Regions from separate parts of the Bombyx mori genome. Here region 1 is linked to region 2. A link is a contact called in public Hi-C data. All regions are on one chromosome and are shown on one strand. Each heading gives the region's core, a stretch centred on a gene start, on an enhancer-like site or on the middle of the called end of the contact. The rest is flanking DNA. Distances are from core to core; before and after follow the strand shown. Region 1 overlaps LOC101736643 (myosin heavy chain, non-muscle). Region 2 holds the start of LOC101736643 (myosin heavy chain, non-muscle).

The links. A called contact is a pair of places that touch in the nucleus more often than the background predicts.
Region 1: a Hi-C map of whole pupa shows a contact between it and region 2, with 4 times the contacts expected there. The contact joins the enhancer-like site here to the promoter of LOC101736643 in region 2. A contact is called at or near these places in 3 of 7 Hi-C or Micro-C datasets (all in whole pupa).

The regions. Positions count from the first base shown.
Region 1 is chr17:1,228,776-1,231,475 of ASM3026992v2, reverse strand. All of the region lies in intron 1 of LOC101736643 (myosin heavy chain, non-muscle), which reads right to left. Among protein-coding and RNA genes, the nearest start is that of LOC101736643, 38 kb to the right of the region's middle. Within about 2 kb of position 1,290, at least 6 of the 8 cell types and tissues checked have open chromatin away from gene starts, as enhancers often do.
Region 2 is chr17:1,190,905-1,193,808 of ASM3026992v2, reverse strand. LOC101736643 (myosin heavy chain, non-muscle) reads right to left here and starts at 1,503. Exons shown (of 27, transcript XM_062673238.1): 1 at 624-1,503. The coding sequence starts at 968. It overlaps LOC101736784, which reads left to right and starts at 2,728. Exons shown (of 7, transcript XM_038016783.2): 1 at 2,728-2,799.

The DNA.
Region 1 (2,700 bases), core at 41-2,540, 38 kb before region 2:
CCGTAAAAACCACTGTAAATTTATATATTAGTATAGATTATGCTCGTATTTATGAACGTGAAAGATGATATGTGTAAGAGGGGAGTGAGCGAAGAAATGGTATATGATAGAGGAGTATGGAAGGAGAAAACATGTTGCGCCGACCCTAAGTGACTGGGTGAAGGGCAGGAGAATGATGATAATGATGTATTTATGAATCTTTGTGATAACAGTAACAAATTCATCATTATGATATCAACCAATTTCCCATTCGGTAACGAAACCGATCAATGTGCCAGATAATTAATTGAAACGTCCATGAATCTTTAAAGTGTTCAGCTAATGAGGTACCGTGAACAAACTTCACAACTTTCCAAAGCTTTGCCTCTGCCTGCCGGAAATACTCTGCCAGTGTCATAGAATCGATTCATCAGCAATACGTTCGGAAACCTGCATGCGTTGTTACTATGCTTAATGCGTCACCTACATGTGCGTACATACAAGATGACTCATATATGGAGATACAAAAAAGCAAAGATATTGCTTTATTAGGAAAAGAATCGGTAAAAACCACAATTCTAACATATTTCACTAGAATTTTCTTCTGCGTTATGAGTAAGTACTTGAAATATACATAGGAGACGAAATAAGTACGGTCATTCCCAGAATACTAAATAGCTTCAGCAACAAAGATAATGACTGACATGAAGATGATCACGTCCTGTTTGATGTATCAGTCAACGTCTTCCGTCCAAAGACGAGACAGATGGTTTTCTTATGGAAAGTTGAACAAGCTTAAACTGGATTGTGGTCATCCGTGACCAGTTTCATCTTCTACAAGAAGCCTGCAGGTTTCTCCGGTCCCCAAGTCCCGTGTGGGGGGATCCCGAAACAAATATGAGGGCTAGGATTCGGGCGAGACTCCTAACCCGATCCACGAGAATGATTGTGGGAGCAACTAGAAAAGTCTTAAGTACCATTCCACATTAAGCAATGTAAAATGTATCCTTGGGTCTTTGTAATTAAGTGCAAGATTACTTGAGGCTATCCTGTTTAATCAGGTTTCTGCAAATATATGTATCCATATTATATATAAAAAACAATAAATAATGATCATAGATCTACATCGGAATGTTTTTAGAAAAGATTTCGCTCGCATCAAAAACACAGCTGTTGTTTACAATTTCAATTGTACATCCAAACATGCACTCACTATCATTTGAATTCCAGTAAAATATAAACAACATGAATTCTTCACACAACCCACACATACGAGTATTACCATCTAATAAATGAACTCATTGTCAACACACATGCGTGATCGCCTTATCACATATATATTATCAGAGAGGTAACTCGCATGCTACTGATGAATCATACCAACTAACATTTGGGTCAACAACACGTTCGGAGACATCATCGTTGTGGAATTCCGAAAACTAAGAGAATGGAGCGTTTTCTCTGCTTAATCATTAAGATCGGAGGCCTGTTATATTACGTCATCAATTTGGATCGGAATTTCGTGATCTGACAGTATATTTTTTATATTAACTATCGGGGTATTCACGTAATCGCAGCGGGTAACCCTGGTCTGTAATTAAAATTAAAATATTCATGTGTCCATAATGTTAATCATAATTAAAGTAGTATGAAGAATTTTCTTTATTTAGTGAAATTAAAATTCACTTGTATAGCAGTGGGTAATTAGCCCTATTGGCCAAGATCGTTTACAGATTTCTTCGACTGTCAAACCTCCTAACTATGCTGCCGCGCCTTTTTTTCCTACCTATGCTGATGGCTTTGAGAGGCTATTTCAGCTTCGCCAGGTGAGCTCTCACGGGGCTCCAACCAGAGTTTTGCTAACACTAGCCCTAGTAAGAGCAGTGCTTTGCAGAATCTACCACCGGATCGGAAACGCGACCTACTGAGAAGATCCGGCGAGAAACTCAGTGGGCTTTGTATGTGGGTTAGTTTACTCGCCGAATCCTTCGTCGCAAGCGACGGGTTCGACTAGAACGATGACCAGTGCTTGAGGTACCTAAAAGCAGCGTTAGTGGATCGGGAGGATCCGAAATTACGTGGTTTGGGCGACGTCGGAGAGCGACGTGCCCGCGATGAAACCCGGGCAAGAGGGGTTACAGTGAAAACTACAACCAGATTCATAGCTCATCCCGAGGACGCTCAGCTTACGGAGTCGTCGAGGCTGCATCCACTACTCCACGTCGACTGTCATGACGTATCATGACATATTCCGACGGAACGTATTCCGACGCCGCCTTCGGTGAGATAGTGGACTCATCAAATTCAAGTTTCGCCCTCCAAGACTCATAGCCACGACGGTCGGCGGATACAATTTGTGTTTTAATTAGTTTTCTGTAGTGGTATTCTTGGTAATATCTGCCACCCGAATTTTTTTTTAATTACGAAGACCAGCACACCCGTCCATCCCGCATTATGGTGGTAGGACCTCTTGTGGGTTCACACGGGTAGGTACCACCACCCGGCCTATTTCAGCCGTGAAGCAGTAATGAGTTTCGGTTTGAAGGGTGTGACAGCTGTTGTAACTATACTGAAACATTAGAACTCATATCTCAATATGGGTGACGGCATTTACGCTGTTGATGTCTCGATAAATGTCTCTATGCTCCCATCCAACGATGCGATAAAAAAAGAGTAGTCCCATAAGCATCCAGGCGCGTAGCTAAATCGCACTAATTAATC
Region 2 (2,904 bases), core at 254-2,753:
ATTTTCAAACATCCTAATTGAAGCTATTGTGGAAAGGTAAGGGTTTTTTGTTTTTCGTTGCACAACACAGAACTGGTAGCAAAGGTGATACTTTTCAGGCAAATGTGAGCTACCTTCACTTTGCTTTACAAGTTCTTCACACTTGAAATTACTAATGATAATGAACAAGTATTTAAGGCATAATAAATAACTAATAGTAATTTGTTATTGCATTTTTTAATAGCATCCCTGTTTTTATTTTCATAGTGACTTTATTACAGAATGCATAATTAGTATATTATATCTACTGTATGTAAAACTAAAATTGGTTTAATTATTGAATGACTGTGTACACTTGAGTGATTTAATATTAAAGATTTGATTATGACTCATCATAACCTAGATAAAAATACTAAATTAACTTTATCATTTAAGTACCAGGTGGTTTTTGATATGTAATAATTTAAATTTTGTTCAACAGCTGTAATGTTATAGGCTTCAAGTGAACTAAATGTCAAATATTTTGGTTTCGGTATTTGGCTTCATTTTAAGAAAATGGGAAATCCTATTAGAACATTTTTCATCATCATGTCAAAGTTATATAAATATTATCGTGGAAATAAATTTAATTTTTTAGTACTTACATAAATGAGTCCAGAATAGTATCTGTCTTTTATGTTGTGCAGAACAGAAGCCTCGTTTAAGCAGGTCAGTTCAGCCATATCCTCCACTTTATCGAACTTTGGTGGATTCATTTTCTGGATATCATCTATGGGCACCAACATCCGCTTTCCTGACTCGGCTATCTCCACTTCAACTTCATCTCCTCGCTCTCCTTTGATTCCGGCCGCTACGAATCCTTGGTTCTCGTGAGGCACCCAAACTAACCTCTTCTGCGTCCATTCCGCCTGCGTAGCTGGATCATTGAAGCTGTTTCTATCCACCGACAGATACCGGAGCTCCGGGTCGTTTCTATCCATGTCCACCATCGTGCCGCCCGATCACTCGCGGCCCGTACTGCAGCAATCCGACACTATATACAACATATACACGGTCAACCCGACCGACACCACACCTCACAACACAGTGTTTAAGTTACCAAAAAGCGCGTTCTTCTACGTTCTATACCCGTGGCCGCGCACGGCTCTGATAACTACAAAATGACGATTGTAGCCGAAGGAATCGACGACGGTTACGGGTAGGAGGGATGACCGGTCGACGCCCGAATTCACGTTGAGATTCGTCGAATTTTATTCCGTATATTAAGCGTATTCGATTTTTATAGTAATTACCGATTACTTTATTTACTAAATTGAATAAAAGTACGTGTTCGAGTCAAGCGCAATAAGAAGTATTTCTTCTTTTAGGATGAAAGCAATTTAAAAGTAAGTACACGACGTGTTGCCGACACCTCTTTGTCGTTATAGTTTGTTTCCCTTTTCCGAAATTTCATGATGAATGTTGTCATTCAGATTCTGTTATTGGCCGGTTTTCGCAATGAGTCAATATTTCGAAGCGAAGGACCAATAACGAGCTGCCGTCAAAACAGCTGTCAAATTCTTGGCTCGAAAGTGGAAAAAACATGTTCCATCAATTTTTGAGGTGCGTTCCAATTTGTTAATATTCATTTACCTAGCTCGGATACACAAATTACTTTTGGAAACCAAGCTAGTTTCAGTTCCAGATCCAGCAAACTAATTGAAATAGATGGGTAGAAGGAAGCTTAAATATCTATGGAAAGAACTGACGTAGATATTTAATTAATTTAATTATTTATGTAATTATGAAGTGTAATTAACCTACTTAATCGTTACCCTTCGTATTGAGCTTGTGGGATGATATGAGGAAGAGCGTTTTTTTTTATTGCGCTTGTAGGCAGACGAGCATACGGCCCACCTGATGGTAATGCCATGGGCGCCCATGGGCGTCAGCAATGCCAGAGGCAAAGCCGAGCCGCTGCCTACCGTTTAATGCTTGGGAAACACAGTGTAGGGGAGCTCATTTCAAAGCCGGATGGTACGTGGGAAAAAAGATATCTGGAAACGCACTATGAATGCAGTGGTTCCAATGTATAATGGATGAACTCTTTTCCGGTGGCGGGCGGTGCGATGGTAAAAACGAGGTGTGGTATCATCTCAAACAATTCCTCAGAGCACTCCCCATGGAACATACGGTACAAAATACCGAGGGAACAGAAGTCCCTCCGCAGAACCAGAGGTTCTAAACAGTCCGTGAGAATGGAATTATCAATAATCCGAAAGGCCCTCTTCTGTATGAAGCTGGTATTTGGGAGATCCGGCCCAGAGAATTCGTAAGTAGGTAAGAGAAGTCGAATTAATGACACTGGTTCACAATCGGTTTTTCGCCCCATTAAGTAGGTAATCTCTCTTGGATAGAACTTGAAAAGGGTAGCACCGACAGATGCAAATTTCTCGAAGACATTCAAGATTTTATTACAAATTTCGAAAAGACTCGTTACTACGAGTATACAAGGTCGAATGGCACGTTTCTGAATCCTCCAGTAGTTTGTTCGTTTTTTTAAATTGCGATATGAGTACAGTCGTGTCAACCAATGTTTATTCGTATAAAAGAAACCATTGCTATTTAATGCTATTCTTTTCAATGAAATACTACAGTCCATGCGTCATGATCAAATTTTTCGTCTGTAACTAACACAATGAAATTGTTTGTAAAAAAACATATAATATATATTTATTTTGTATCCGTTATTTAGGTTTTTTTCATTCCAAGATAAGTCGATGTCACTGTTATTGTAAAAAGTGATTCGTACTGGATGGACGTAAAGAACATTATTAAGAGGTACTTTGCTTGCATTATCTTTCGTCTGACCACTTAGGTAATAAAAAAAATATGGAAAAGGACTTTTTTATAAGGAAAAGGAAAGTACTTTTTGGCGGGAACGCG